Regions from separate parts of the Mus musculus genome. Here all the other regions are linked to region 2. Evidence: chromatin contacts called from public Hi-C and HiChIP or PLAC-seq data. All regions are on one chromosome and are shown on one strand. The core of a region is the stretch at or near the end of the contact, and the rest is flanking DNA. Distances in the headings are between cores, read along the strand shown. Region 1 overlaps Hmg20a (high mobility group 20A). Region 2 overlaps Peak1 (pseudopodium-enriched atypical kinase 1). Region 3 has its middle 12 kb from the start of Gm31529.

The links. A called contact is a pair of places that touch in the nucleus more often than the background predicts. HiChIP or PLAC-seq counts read pairs in DNA pulled down with a chosen protein or histone mark.
Region 1: an H3K27ac HiChIP or PLAC-seq map of extraembryonic endoderm stem cells shows a contact between it and region 2, with 4 times the contacts expected there. The contact joins two enhancer-like sites. A contact is called at or near these places in 4 of 39 promoter capture datasets (embryonic stem cells, hippocampal neurons, liver and 1 more), 2 of 15 datasets of contacts at CTCF or cohesin (the NIH/3T3 cell line and large pre-B cells), 29 of 484 Hi-C or Micro-C datasets (the 3T3-L1 cell line, the C10 cell line, the CH12 cell line and 22 more) and 12 of 115 datasets of contacts at active chromatin or transcription factors (bone marrow-derived macrophages, cardiomyocytes, craniofacial prominence and 8 more).
Region 3: a contact with region 2 is called in a Hi-C map of bone marrow-derived macrophages, with 20 read pairs. The contact joins two enhancer-like sites. A contact is called at or near these places in 1 of 15 datasets of contacts at CTCF or cohesin (large pre-B cells), 6 of 484 Hi-C or Micro-C datasets (bone marrow-derived macrophages, cerebral cortex and cortical neurons), 9 of 115 datasets of contacts at active chromatin or transcription factors (T-cell acute lymphoblastic leukemia, embryonic basal ganglia, embryonic forebrain and 4 more) and 1 of 9 other capture datasets (embryonic stem cells).

Annotation. Positions count from the first base shown.
Region 1 is chr9:56,484,750-56,489,145 of GRCm38.p6, forward strand. Hmg20a (high mobility group 20A) reads left to right here. Exons shown (of 10, transcript NM_025812.3): 7 at 2,867-2,942; 8 at 3,865-4,080. Among named protein-coding and RNA genes, the nearest start is that of Hmg20a, 68 kb to the left of the region's middle. Within about 2 kb of position 2,507, at least 8 of the 459 cell types and tissues checked have an H3K27ac peak or open chromatin away from gene starts, as enhancers often do. A contact at or near this core is called in extraembryonic endoderm stem cells, where this site is marked.
Region 2 is chr9:56,211,334-56,215,962 of GRCm38.p6, forward strand. The region is part of intron 6 of Peak1 (pseudopodium-enriched atypical kinase 1); the gene reads right to left. Among named protein-coding and RNA genes, the nearest start is that of Peak1os, 28 kb to the right of the region's middle. Within about 2 kb of position 2,233, at least 65 of the 459 cell types and tissues checked have an H3K27ac peak or open chromatin away from gene starts, as enhancers often do. A contact at or near this core is called in bone marrow-derived macrophages and extraembryonic endoderm stem cells, where this site is marked.
Region 3 is chr9:56,590,114-56,594,464 of GRCm38.p6, forward strand. No RefSeq gene overlaps it. Among named protein-coding and RNA genes, the nearest start is that of Gm31529, 12 kb to the left of the region's middle. Within about 2 kb of position 2,753, at least 11 of the 459 cell types and tissues checked have an H3K27ac peak or open chromatin away from gene starts, as enhancers often do. A contact at or near this core is called in bone marrow-derived macrophages, where this site is marked.

The DNA of each region.
Region 1 (4,396 bases), core at 1,257-3,756, 270 kb after region 2:
TGTTTTGAAAAACCAAAGGATGGTGGGTGGGTGGGTGGGTGGGTGGGTGGGTGGATGGATGGATGGATGGATGGATGGATGGATGGATGGATGGATAGATAGATAGATAGATAGATAGATAGATAGATAGATAGATAGATAGATGAATATAAAAGAAAGTAAAAAGTTAAATTAGATGCAGTAGAGTGACTGAAACTAAGTTTCTTGCATCTCAGTTAAGGACTGTGAACAGCACATGGAGTAAACTAGATGCTGTTGTAAGGAATCCTGCAGTGTCAATTTGATGCTAGTGAAGACAGATTTACCAGTTTCCATACAGTAAAGAAGCTGATTTTATTTCTAAATTGACTGAGATTCCCTAAGTCGTTGTTGCCTGGACAGGAGCAGCAGAGTGCATGCAGGAGCTGACGAATGCTCCTGGAAGCCATTCTGCAGAAGGCACTGCATCCTGGCTGATGATAATGAGAATGGTCTCAAGTAAAAGGCACTTGAGAGGTGCATGGCATATTTCTATGGCTCTGGCCCTGAGCCTTGCCCTAAATCACAGGCTGAAATAGATTGTGTTCAAAAAGCCCTCTGTTCTTTTCCCTGCCACTCGGTATACAGAATGGAAATCCAGAGTGAGGGGTACTCTTGTCTTCTCAGATCAAAAACCAGCCCACTAGACAGGAGAGCCAGTGAGTTTTACTCTCTTGAAAGTGTCTTTATTGCATGTGAAAACTGAGTAAAACAATAATTTTGTTTCTCCTTTAATTTATGAAAAATGACACTCAGGCTGAACAAATTAGACCCCTTCAATGAAGAGGTAATGGAATCCTTATGATTTTAATCCCTTGAGCAATCCTTAGAGCGCTTAAGTATATCCCAGCCCCCAGGAGGAGCCTCTCTGCCCAGTAATGTACTCAGTAATGGAGGAGTGCTGGTGGTTTTATTACCACTCTTCCTTTAAGCAGAAAGCCTCTGTTGCATTCAGAGCCTGAACAGTTTCATTTAATTGCTTTAATGTTTCTTATTTTGTACTCTAAGAATCTGTACCAAGGGGCAGTATATATTGCACCTGGCTGTTGCTAGCCTCTGCCCTTTCATAATAAGTTGGGTTTGGACTGTTCTGGCAAAGAATAGAATGGAATTACCATTCTGAGGAGAGTCAAGACCTGGAAAAAGGCCCTTTGTGCCATGGTAATGGGAGCCTTATCATTCTGAATGGGAAATACTGGGCCGCAGTGAGGTCACTGCGCAGCTGAGTAGTAAATTGAACAAGGCAAGAGAGCTAAAGTTACAAGGCACTGTCCTAAGTCACTTGTAGTTGTAGGATTGGACCTAATATGCGCTGTGCATGCTGGGGTTGTGTGGCTTGACTCGTCCTGTCACAACCAGGTGATGAAGTTCAAGCATGTAGTCAGCCTGCAAACTGTTCTAGAAGACGGATGCTTTCTTCCACTAGGAAAACAAAAAGATAGAGTAAAAATTCGGTGTTCTGAAATTAACTGTCTCTCAAGAAAACATAATTTTTCAGATTGCCATCTGTGTTTTAGAGAGATCTCACAAGCACTGATTATGGGTGTGAAGCATCAGCTTCCCATCTCAGTAGGCAGTTCCTACAGCTGGTCCTTTCCTAGGCAATCACCAGTGTGAGACACAGTTCTGCCTGTCAGGTTCCTCACAGCTGACCTGCTTAGCTCCTCCACTGGCCATCAACCCGTTGTTGTTGTTGTTGTTGTTGTTGTTGTTGTTGTTCAAAGATAAAAGTGGTAACAAATAGAAACTTTTTTTTTCTTTTGGGTGGAGGTTGGGGTGGGTGGGGAGGTCTCACTCTGTATTCCTGACTGATCTGAAACTCAGAGACCCACCAAAACCACCACACCTGGCAAAAGGGTCCATTTTATCCTTTGTGTTATACATTTTATCTCTTATCTTAAACCTGTTTCTATAGAACTGAATCCTGGGGGCTTTCTTTACTGTTTTCCTGTGGAGAGGTTTGGAATCTTCAGATTTCACAACAGTTCCTCACTTTGTACTCCTCTCTTTATGCAAGACTTTAAATACAAACACTTATAACTTATATCCATGATACCTTCAACTCCAAATTCATTACAAAAATGGGAGCCAAAGAAAGTTGAAATATTGGCTCTGCTCTTGGGGCTTGACGTTGGAAGTGTTCTACCCCCACCCCCACCCCCACCCCACAGTCTTTTGAAACTTTCTATCATAATGGTTCATGGATGGATTAATTGGGGCTTTACTAGTCTTTTCAGTCTCACATAATCCTTAGATACTTCTTATTTGTAGAGCCTGGCTATTTCTAGCTTCTTGGGTTTATTTGTTTTTCCTGTGTCTGAAGAAAAGTCTTCAAGAGCCCCAAAGATAAACTGCCCCTTGTAAACAGAGAGAAATATCAGCGGAATGCCATTATGATTGCTCACTGGCAGATCCGCTTAGAATTCTTATTCTCCACTCAGCAAATCTAGATTGCATACTCTTATCTCAGATAGGGCTTAAATGGGAAGCCAGTAGGAACAACTGGAAATACCCCTTTTTAAATTCCTAACCCAGCCATATGCACAACTCTCCACTGTTGACTATTCAAAGCTCAGGGCTAAGAAAAGGCTTCTGTTGTCTTCACTAGTGAAATGCATGTGGGTTTGTAGTCCTTCACTACCCAGCAGCCATTCACCTAAGAGATCTAATACTAACCGCTTCAGCTCTGTGACGTTCCATTCTAATGCGGTGAATACATTCCCCTCCCAGGCTCTCCTGGTCTGATTCCTGCTCACCAGCTATCTCTCTAAGGAAGACATGATCCTGTGTCTTGGGCAGTAGTATTTAATTTATCTTCTAAAAATTAACTCTTGTTCTTGATTCATAGAAAGAAACAGAGGTAAAGGAACGCTCTGTTTTTGATATCCCTATATTTACCGAAGAATTCCTGAACCACAGCAAAGGTGATTACTGCTATATTTTGTGTGTGTTTATGTGTGTGTTCCCTGGGTCTTTGACAGGGGATTTCATTGCTCAGGAGCACTGGCTGATAGCCCTCCTTAGGACTGGAGAAGACTCTGATGCAAAGAATGGCTGCTATTTCACCCTGTGGCCAGTAAGATAAAGCAAGGGCGATGCAACCAATGTTTCTTTGCTCTCTGGGTCAAAAGAGATAAATCTAAATCACTCATGCTGTGGCTTTTTGATAGGTAGCCTAGAACCGTCTATACAAATGAAAGTTTATAATCCAGAATACAAAGTAAGAAACTGCAAAGTTCAGAGGCCTGGAGAGATAGCTTAGTGGTTAAGAGCACTGGCACCTCTTCCAGAGGATGCAGGTTCCATTCCCAGCATCCACATGGCAATCTGTAATTCCAGTTCCATGGAATTTAATACACTTATCCTGGTCTCTGTGGGCACCAGGCACATATGTGGTACATAGATATACATACAGGCAAAATACCCATACACATAAAAATAAATTTAAAAAAATTTTTTAAAGAACAAAAGAAAAATTACAAACTGATCCCATCACAGGACACATAGGTAACCACAGCCATGCTTAGCCTGTCCCCCCAGATACCCCTGTGTACCCCTTCAGGCTTCTCACTGCAGGATTTTAAAAAGCAAAATCTAACTGAATGGTGGGAATTACCACTGTTTGTTGTAGTCTTGTGTATAGAATGTGTTGCTTTAAGAATTAAAATAGCTCTGGGGAGCCAGGCATATGGTTGTTGAAATTGCTATCTGGAGTGTCATAAAGAGACTTGGGAGATGAGGGGTAGCTAATGAGAGACAGCTAAGCAGAACTTCATAGAAGAGTCACAGGGACTCCTCAGACGCTCCTTCTCTTACCACCCATTCTGGGGGCCCCTGTGTCCTCAGCTCGTGAGGCAGAGCTCCGCCAGCTTCGTAAATCCAACATGGAGTTTGAAGAGAGGAACGCAGCCCTACAGAAGCACGTGGAGAGCATGCGCACAGCAGTGGAGAAGCTGGAGGTTGACGTGATCCAGGAGCGGAGCCGAAACACCGTCCTTCAGCAGCACCTGGAGACCCTGCGGCAGATGTTGACCAGCAGCTTCGCCAGCATGCCCTTGCCTGGTAATGTCATCCTCTCCGAAGTCAGTGGCCGGGAGAGTGGCGAGGACGGCGATGGGGTGCTGTTTACGTTAGTATTAATGTGGAGAAGCCGCAGTGTCTCCCAAGAGGAAAAGAGAAGGGGGAAAAAAAATCCTGTCAAGATTTTCAGTGCGGTCTGGGCATGTCTTAAATCCCAGCACTCAGGAGGCAGGGGCAGAAAGATATCTGTGAGTTCCAGACCAGCATGTCCCACCTAGAGAACTCCCTGACAGCCTGAGCTACATAGAGAGGTCCTCTGTCAAAAAACAAAACGAGCTAGGCATGGTGGTACACTTTT
Region 2 (4,629 bases), core at 983-3,482:
CCATCTTTCAGAAAATCCTATCTTTGGAAAGCCCTCCAAGTCCGGAGCACACGCAGTGCACTATATCCTGTATTCTCATCAATCACAGGCATTCCTTCTATAATGCACTGATGGCAATGCTTCATGTTTATGTGTCACTGGGTATTTAAAATCCTATACGAGCCATAACTTAGTTGTATGGGGCTTGGATCTGGCACAGGTGCCATTAAACTCATTGGCAGTTTATAATTTGCTCAGTATCATATTGCCTGCTGAAATGGAGGTTCCAGGGTCCCAACTCTTCAGTCTTTGAAACGTCTATCAAATATCATTGAGCTTGGTTGAATGAGACTGAAAATTAAACTCAGTTGACATGTTACAGAAAGGACACTCCCAAGGACTTAGGTCTGGGATTTAGCCTTGCCAATAGCTGAGTATCCTTGGGCATGCTCATTCAGTTCCTCTGGGTCTCAGCCTGCCTCATAAAGCAAACAACAGAAAGAATATGGAAACCTTACCTCACAGGCAGCTGGAGAGATGAAATGGGATCAAGTATACTGAGGACATCTACACACGACTGAGATACACAAATGTAATGCTGATAGCCAATCAGATCACTTGGAAATGTTAAAAAGGATGCACTCATACAGAATATAGTTTTTCAAAGAGGACAAGGTAAAAAAAAAATTACACTGTTTGTAGGATGTGTGCAAATGTCCAGGTCCCTTCTCCTTTAGGTTCTGAGAGCTACCTGCCACAGCAGCGGGGCTCGCTGACTGCTGGTCCGAGGGAGGACAGCTAACAGTAAAGGTTTTCTTGTTTTTTTTTTTTTTTTTTTTTTTTTTTTTTCAGATAGTGTCCTATGAAGGATCCAGTCTGGCCTGGAACTCACTATGGAGCTCAGACTGATCTCAAACTTGAAGTACTCCTTCCTTAGAGATTACATATAGCTACATATGTAATTCCTGGGATTACATACACCTGTGGTCACTACACCTAGCTAAGGTCACCACCATCGATGCCAAGATCAGCATTATGTTCTAGTCCAAGGAAGCCATCCTAGTTCTAAGAAAAAATGGTTTAACTAAATTTTTACTTTTTACTATGCCAATTTACACTGAAAAAAGAAAAAGAAAAAGAAAAACTTCACCATTAGGTGGTTCAAGATCAAATGTAAAGGAGATAGCCTATCCTGTGATATTTAAATTTATCTGCATGTACACACAGAGGCAGTCATACATATTTTTATAAAGTCTTCCAAAGTTTTGGGAGTAGATAAGAACATGGATTCTACAACTAGAATTTATGTTTGGCTTCATAGATCAACTTGAGATAAAGGGTTGGAGTGACTTACACAGAAGAAGTGATAAATTGTTCCACTATTTTGGATGCTTGGGAGGAAAATGGCCTGCCCAGAGAGCAAGCTGAGTAGGTAGCACTTCCTTATCTCTGTATTTACACAGACAGGCTGAAGAATAATGGGTCAATCTGGTTTAAGGGCAAATGAAAACGAGAGAAGAAAGAGCAGAAGAGAGAGGAGAGGCACTGTGCTTTTAATTGGTTTATAACCGTGAAGCCGGTTACAACCCAAACATGGACTTGTGGAGATTTCCATAATAGGATTTCACATGATAGGTAGCTCATAAATCTTTATTATAGAGGCTGCAATGATGTTAATTTAGGCAGGAATATTATATTATTCTATGTACTACATAGTAGCCATTTTTCAAATATTAATAACTTGACTCCTTTAGATTAGAAAAATACCTCAAAATGATCTGACTTCAGATGATAAATTTCTAGCCCAAAAGTTATTCTGGAGAACAAACCACTCTTTCCAGAATAAATGGACAAAGTTTTTACTGCCAGTTTTTTTTTTTTTAAATTCCTTTACCTAATATTTTCTCTACTTGGGATCAACATAAACTTTTCAGCTTCACGTTTTCATCAATCTCTTTTGAACAGAATTCCCACTCTTTCCTTATAAGGCTAGCTGGCTTAAACAGGGGCATCTCAAGGAGCCCTCAGAAGAACTATTCCCACAGGGATCCTGGTCCCATCTCCCACGCTCTGAACCAACAGCAGAATGAGGAAAATTTCACATTCCTAACAAGAGAAAACTATGGGAAAGCCTTTTTAAAATGCTGCCAATTTGGGCAGATTCTGTGTTTGTCTACAGTCTCTCCAACTGAAGAACTGAGGGACTGCACCCCAGAGACACTAGAGGGAGCTACAATATCAGCATCCAAGCACAGAACACATTGCAGCAGAACAAAATCTAGCTGCTGAATGTGGGAAAAATATACCATGGTCTGTCTGTCTGTCTGCCTGCCTGCCTGTCTGTCTCTGTCTCTGAATCATCAGCGTTAGCGATGCCGAGTTCACTCAGTAAAGGGAGCACCAGATGAGAAGAGTAGAAGCTGGCTAGGAGTCCTCCCTGGGTGCAGGGGTTTCATGCTCACCAGCTCACCGGGCATGTCAGCTTGATCCCTCCTCCCAAGAAGGATCAGGGGACCATTACAATGGGTAGCTAGCTGATCTCTACACGACATAATGTACAGTTGCAAAAGCAGGGGCTTGAAGGGAAAATGGGTACATATTTGAGTTGGCAAAATACACACGGGAGGAGCAGTATCTTGTTGCTATTAACTAAGCAGACCAGCATGGCTGATGCTTCTACAGCACTGGCCACCGCTTGTCGGATGAAAGCCATCTGACAAGATTTCCAAATACAGGGTGGGGACACTTTAACCACTGACGAGTTATCTGCTGGGAAATGGAAAAACAAAAAAACAAAGCCAGAATCAGGGTCAGATTACCCTCTCTCAAGACCTTCTAAAACCCGGGTCAAACACACAATATGTACACAGCCTGGTCCCAGCAGGGGATCTGAGCTGGACAATGGCTCCTCACACACAATCTGAAAAGTTTAATTCCAAACATTCATTTCGTTCAGGGGCTCATTTTATGTGTTGCTCATGGCAACTGCTCTGCATACCTTTGAGGCAAATTTGTCATTATAAAGCATTTATGTTTGTAATAAGAATGTCAACCCAGACAGCTAACTTGTATAAAGTAGACTGTAGGGGGCCATGACTGCAAAGCCACAGTATGAGCAGCTGGGAAGGAAAAGACAGCACACGGCTATCATTACTGACCCTTCCAGAATGCCCTCACTGTCTGCTACCTGTAAAGTAGACCTTCCAGCCTGCTGCCCTTTGAATTTAAGATAAGAAACAGAGACAAGGGGGATGGGAGTGGCATGAGTATGATATGTAAGCTGGTCACTTACTATCTCTTGATTCTTTGTCCCAAAGGTGGCTTGAACTGCTAGTGTTCACTCGACATTCTGTTCCACTGCTGACCACATACCTGCATTTGTAAACCACATTTATGTCTCTGACTCTCACACTGTAAACACTGGCTGAATAATTTGTGTTGCCTTATCCTGTGAATTCCTAATATCCAGTACAATCAAACCTGAGCCCTTTGCACCCTCACTCTCTGGCCTTCTCTGTTCCTGGTGAATGGCTCCATTACCTGGCTCTGTTTCCTGTTTTCCAACATCAAGTTCACTCTGGACTTCTTTCCCATCTTTACTCCCTATGTCCAACTGATTTACAGCTCCTACTGATTTTATTCCTAAATATCTTCCAAATTGTCCTTTCTTCACTTCTACTGTTACCATTACTGCCTTCCTAGACTACCACAAAGGTTTTCCAATGGGACTCCTTGCTTCTCCTATGAATTCCCTTAAAAATAACTTTCACAGGGAGCAAAGGCATCTTTAAAAATATGCTATAACATACCTATTTAGATAACCTAGCAGTCTCTTTTCACAACTGTATTTCCTGCTCCTTTTCCATTCATTCCTACCATGGTGGTCTGTCTGTCTGTAGCCAGTCTTCCATGCCTGTTGTACCCTTTCTGTCTGGACATCTTTCTTACTATAGTTGGCTGATTTTTTGGGTCCACTTTAAGAACAGACACTTGTATCTCAGGGCCTAACAGAGAACAAGGCACACAGAACATGTTTAATTTACCTATACAAAACACCAAGAAAAAGCTACACTGAATCCAGGGTGGCTATATTGTTTATTTGCCCAGAGCAGCTAGAGTACATGAACAGCTTTCATGAAACAGATGGAAGTTGGCAAAATAATGGGGAGGGGGCAATAGCAGACAGACCTGAGTAATCAATGCTCATGACTGATCTGACTACACGATTGAGGAAAACTGGATCAATGCTAGCTGTCTGCTGAGTGGAGTCTGCCCTAGAGACTCACCAACTTTATACTGAACAGAACTACAGAACGACAAGGTCCTTCGTCATTCTACTCAATTTTCTATTCTTTTCCCCAAAGAAAGTAATAATTACAAAATGCAGGACTCTTCAAAAATAGCCTACATTAGCTTTTATTTTTCCATTATGGGCCCAGTGTGCCTTCAGCCTTCTTCCACTTTATCAGCAGGGAATCTCATTTCCTTCTCACACTACGAGTTTTACAGTGCCTCAGTGAGCCTTAAGTGAGATGGATATTGTAGGGAGTGAATTGTAGATGGACACAATGAGAAACACTGAAGAGCATATATGTTCTCCCATCTGGGCTGTTCTGTTGCAGTACACAGAAGCACAGCTGCAATGGGGGT
Region 3 (4,351 bases), core at 1,503-4,002, 380 kb after region 2:
AGTCTTCAGTTTCAACAAAGAGACTTTTCTGTCGGGAGGTTTCCCAGTGCTGTGCTGGGGCTATGGGACATAAAGGCAAGTCAGGGGCAATAAAGGGGGTCTCCCTTGTGGCTCTTGCGGGGATGTGGGGGCAGAGCATCAAGGCTTATTACTGGTGTAGGTAATTCAGCGTCCTGCTTGTCATGGTGCCCTATGCCCAGAGGTCAGCCTTCTCCCGGCCTTCCTGTTTGCCTCAGTTTTAGGCTGGGTCAGGGCTCTCAGTCACTGTCTATCAGGAGGAGCCCAGAAAAGCACAAAAGTCTTTCTTTACAATGCCTGTCTTCAGATCTCCGATCCTTATTGACTTGTGATCGTGACCTTAATTTTCCCACCTGCCGTATAAGCAGAGTAGCAGCCAAATGGAGGGACCATGTTGTTCATTCCCAGAGCATAAATCTACTGAGCACTTTCAGGGTGAGGCCCTGAGAGGGGCCAGGGCCAGGACCCCTAGCTTCGATCTTGCACAGTTTAGAATATGGCTCAGTTTTTGTTTTTACAGCTTGCATTGTATTTTCCTTTCCATTAACATCTATTTATGGAAGCTGAGATTCTTTTTCTTTCCTTTCAGGTACTGACAGAAGGTTGTCTTTTCAAATAAACTTTCTCCATAAGTAAGCTGATTAGAAGATAATAGTATGACAGTTTATGAAAATTTTCTGAGATAGGGGCTGGGAGTGCGACTCAGTTGGCAGAGCACTTGCTGAGCACGCTTGAAGCCCTGGGTTTGGTCTCACACAGCTTGAACCACACGTGGTGGCAAGCTTCTCTAATCCCAGGTGGCTGCAGGAGTGGGAGTTCAAGGTCATCTCTATAATGAGGTTGGAAACCAACCTGGGCCTACCTGAGACCCTGCTTCTAAAAGAACATCCAAAAGAAAATCCCAGAAGGAGAATGAGATGGCAATCTCTGAGCTGACATGCAGCCGGAACGTAGCTGTGCCTGACCTCCGCACCTTACAGATGCTGAGTGATGAGGCCAGGTGGCTCTCAGTGGTCTTCTATGACTCCCAGTGTTTCCCAGATCCCCCCTACCGGCCTCATACCTCAAAATCACCTCCCCTGACCCATGCTGCCCTGCTGACCTCTTCCCAGGCTGCACTCTGGCTAAGAGAAGCAGACACTGGGAGGCAGGGTCCTGGAACTACTGCGCTTCCTCCAAAAGAAGGGCCTGGACCCTCTGTTGCCCTTATATAACTGAGGGCTGAAAGTCTTTGCCAGCTCCTCCAAAAGAGCCTGGCAATGGAGAGGGAGGCCAGGAGGACTTTAATCACCATGGCTGTCACACCCTGAGCCAGCCACCCGCTCCTGCCTGCCCCTTGGGAGCTGAACTGTTGTCACATTTTCTTAGCCCTCGCTCCAATCTCTGCTTGCCCTTTCTCTGTGCTTGGCCATATATCATCCTTAAAGGTTGGTATGAACTGGAGGGAATGAGGCAGGAGGAGTTCTTGGGGATGTCCCCAGAAAGGAGGTTTACTTTGGCCCCAGTGCAGCTGTCTGGGGCTCCGATGAAGAAGGGTAAGTCTGGCCAGCTGCCCACCAGGCTGGGCCAGCTTAGTGTGATCATCACAAGCAGGTCACTGCCACCACTCTCACCCTGCTGCCTACCGTGCATTCTGCCTGCTTTGCTGGCTGAGGTCTCATTCTGTCCACCTTCAGACTCGTGCATTAACAATGGGCCCCAGTGGTGGAATGAGTCACCGAATCCCTCCTCTACCCCAAGCAGGATTCCGGGCACTTCCATGGATATCGTCTTGTTGCAAGACTCATCTTGTACTCCAAGGCTTTTCAGCATCTCCATTGGAATTGAAACCGAAGATCACAGTGGTCCAACCTGGCTTCACTACCTGCCTGACCAGACTGTCTTGGCTGTACAGCCATGTCCAAATTCTGGTCCTTGGTCCTATAACTGACAAGATAAGGGATAACCTTATCTTGAGGATCACAGGGGCAGAGGCTGAAGGGCTTCTTCATGCGTCTTTGCTGAAGCTTCCCTGCCCCCTGCCCAGAAGCCTTCTCTTTGGTTCTTCAGCTATGAAAAACCCCACATTCTCCTTCCCAGCCAGAACTCTTTTGAATTCCAGTTCTGTGTGGACTTTCTGCATTACTGTAAGTACAGGGAAAGGTGAGGCTGGGCCCCAGACAGATATATTAGTCCAGAAACCTCCAGGGGTGGCTGCACTCCTTTCTACCATCTTGGTCTCCGTGTAGACTTGTCTCCGGGCTCAGCAGGCTCAGCTTTGATGCCTCCAAGGTGCTTGTCAGTTATGTCTCAGGATCTGAGACATCTCTGCTCACTATTGTGATCCTAGATAGACCAGACCACAATAGTGAGTAGTTATGACCGTCTCCCACCACCCCCTTTTCCTTCTTTTCTTCCTCCCCTTCTTTCTTCTCTCCTTCCTCCCTTCCTTCCCTCCTTCCTTCCATCCTTTCTTCCTCCCTCCTTCCACTTCCTTCTTTTCCTGGCTCTGGCCTCTTGAATGTGAGACAAGCTCTTTACCACTTCTGCATCTTCTCACTGCTTGTTTAGAGAAAGGGTCTCACTAAGTTGCCTAAGCTGGACTTGCATTCACTCTGTAGCCCAGGCTGGCCTTGAACTTCCTATCTTCCGCACCATAGCCTCCTCTGTAACCGGTATCTTAGGCCTGTGCTGTCAGGCCCCAGCTCCTCTGGGATTTACAAAGGCAATGAGTCAATATGTTTGGTAATCCCACTTCTGTTTTCTGAAGGGAACAGGGTCATTTCCCTTCCTTAGTGCGTTGTGCCGGGCTTGGTTCTCATTGAGGGAGGGCCATGTTCGTGTTGGGGAAGTCTCCGGCATAGCCTTCTGTCAGATCACCATTCTGTGTGGCTCTCCGGCCACCTAGATCAGGCATGAGATGGACTGGACCTGGGTGACAGCCATTCTCTGTTCGCCTGCTTAGTTTATATGTGTTTCTACTGGCCAATAATGGTCTAAGGGTTCCTGACTTCTCTGAACACAGGGCTGCCCATGTAGAAGCCTACCATCCTCAGGTGCCAACAAAATGAGACCCAGAAGAAACTTTTATTTCTCTCCTAACAGCGAGTTCTGGGCTTGGAGAGGACCATGTAGTGGGGGGAGAATGTTCATGATGGGGCGGGCTCCTGGCAACAAGGTATCTCAGAGTCTGTGTCCTCCCTGGCAGCCCTGGGCAGGCTTGTCCCACTATACTATAGCTTTTGATGCTCAAGAGTCTAGAACGAACACTACTTAGACTCAAAGCCTACACTCCACCAATCAGCTAGTGACACCGGGCCTGCTCTAAGTCTGCTTCCCCATCTTTAAAATGGAGTTAAGAGCATCTAACTCCATAGGGAACTGGTGAGAATTTAATGGGTGGTGGAGTTGAAATCATGCATGCTATACCCAGGCAGTGCTCAGCACACATAGTTAGTGCCTTATACCTGTCTGGATTATTCAAGACCCTCAAACAAAGAGACAGGAGGGGACGGCTGGGCAGAAAAGACAGAGTCCCTCTTCTGCCACAGCTTGCTTTCCTCAGTTTCCCCTTCTCATGTGAAGGTGACCAGACTCTACTGGCCAGGGGCAGGGATGAGGTCTTGAGGGTATGTTCCTTCCTGAGATGCTTGGTCACACTTGGAGCCGCACACTAGCCTGACCTTCTGAGGAAGGTGACCTTGAGGGCCAAAAGGATGGAGTAAACCAGGCCAGTGAGGGGCTGATAGCAGGTAGATCCAGGAGCTGTGGCTCTGCCAGACCCTCTGAAATTCTGGTCTTAGCACCGCTGGAAATTCTTAAGCTGGGATTTCAGTTTAATTACGTATTGATTAAATGGAACAAAGGCAGGGGGCTCCGGGGAGCAGAGTCTGCGAGTGCCTGATGGAATTTCAAACGTGCGGTCCCTGCCCCACTCTCATCTCCAAGCTCTTCCTGCAGAAGAGGACTGACTCCCCACAGGCTCTGCTGGCTTCAGGGACACAGCCTGAGAAGAAGGGGAGCAGGTGGTCTTTGGCCACAAAGCATGGGGTTCACTTTCTGTCTCAGCTCTCAGCATCGACCGAATCCATGGGACTCCTTCCTGTGCTCAGCACTGCTCTCCAGAAGGTACTGCGTATCACGGGCACCTTGCTCTGTCTCCAAGCCACTAAAATCCGGTAGGAGTGTGAAAAGCAGCCTGGTTCCTGCTTGAGCTAAGGTTAGAAACCCTGGTGACCCTAGGGATGGCAGGCATTTTGCCTGGTTCCTAGACACTAGGTTCCTGACATGAGGCCACAGCTCTCCATAGATTTGTGGCCATCAGTCATATAAGGGCAACGCCCCAAGCCCCTCC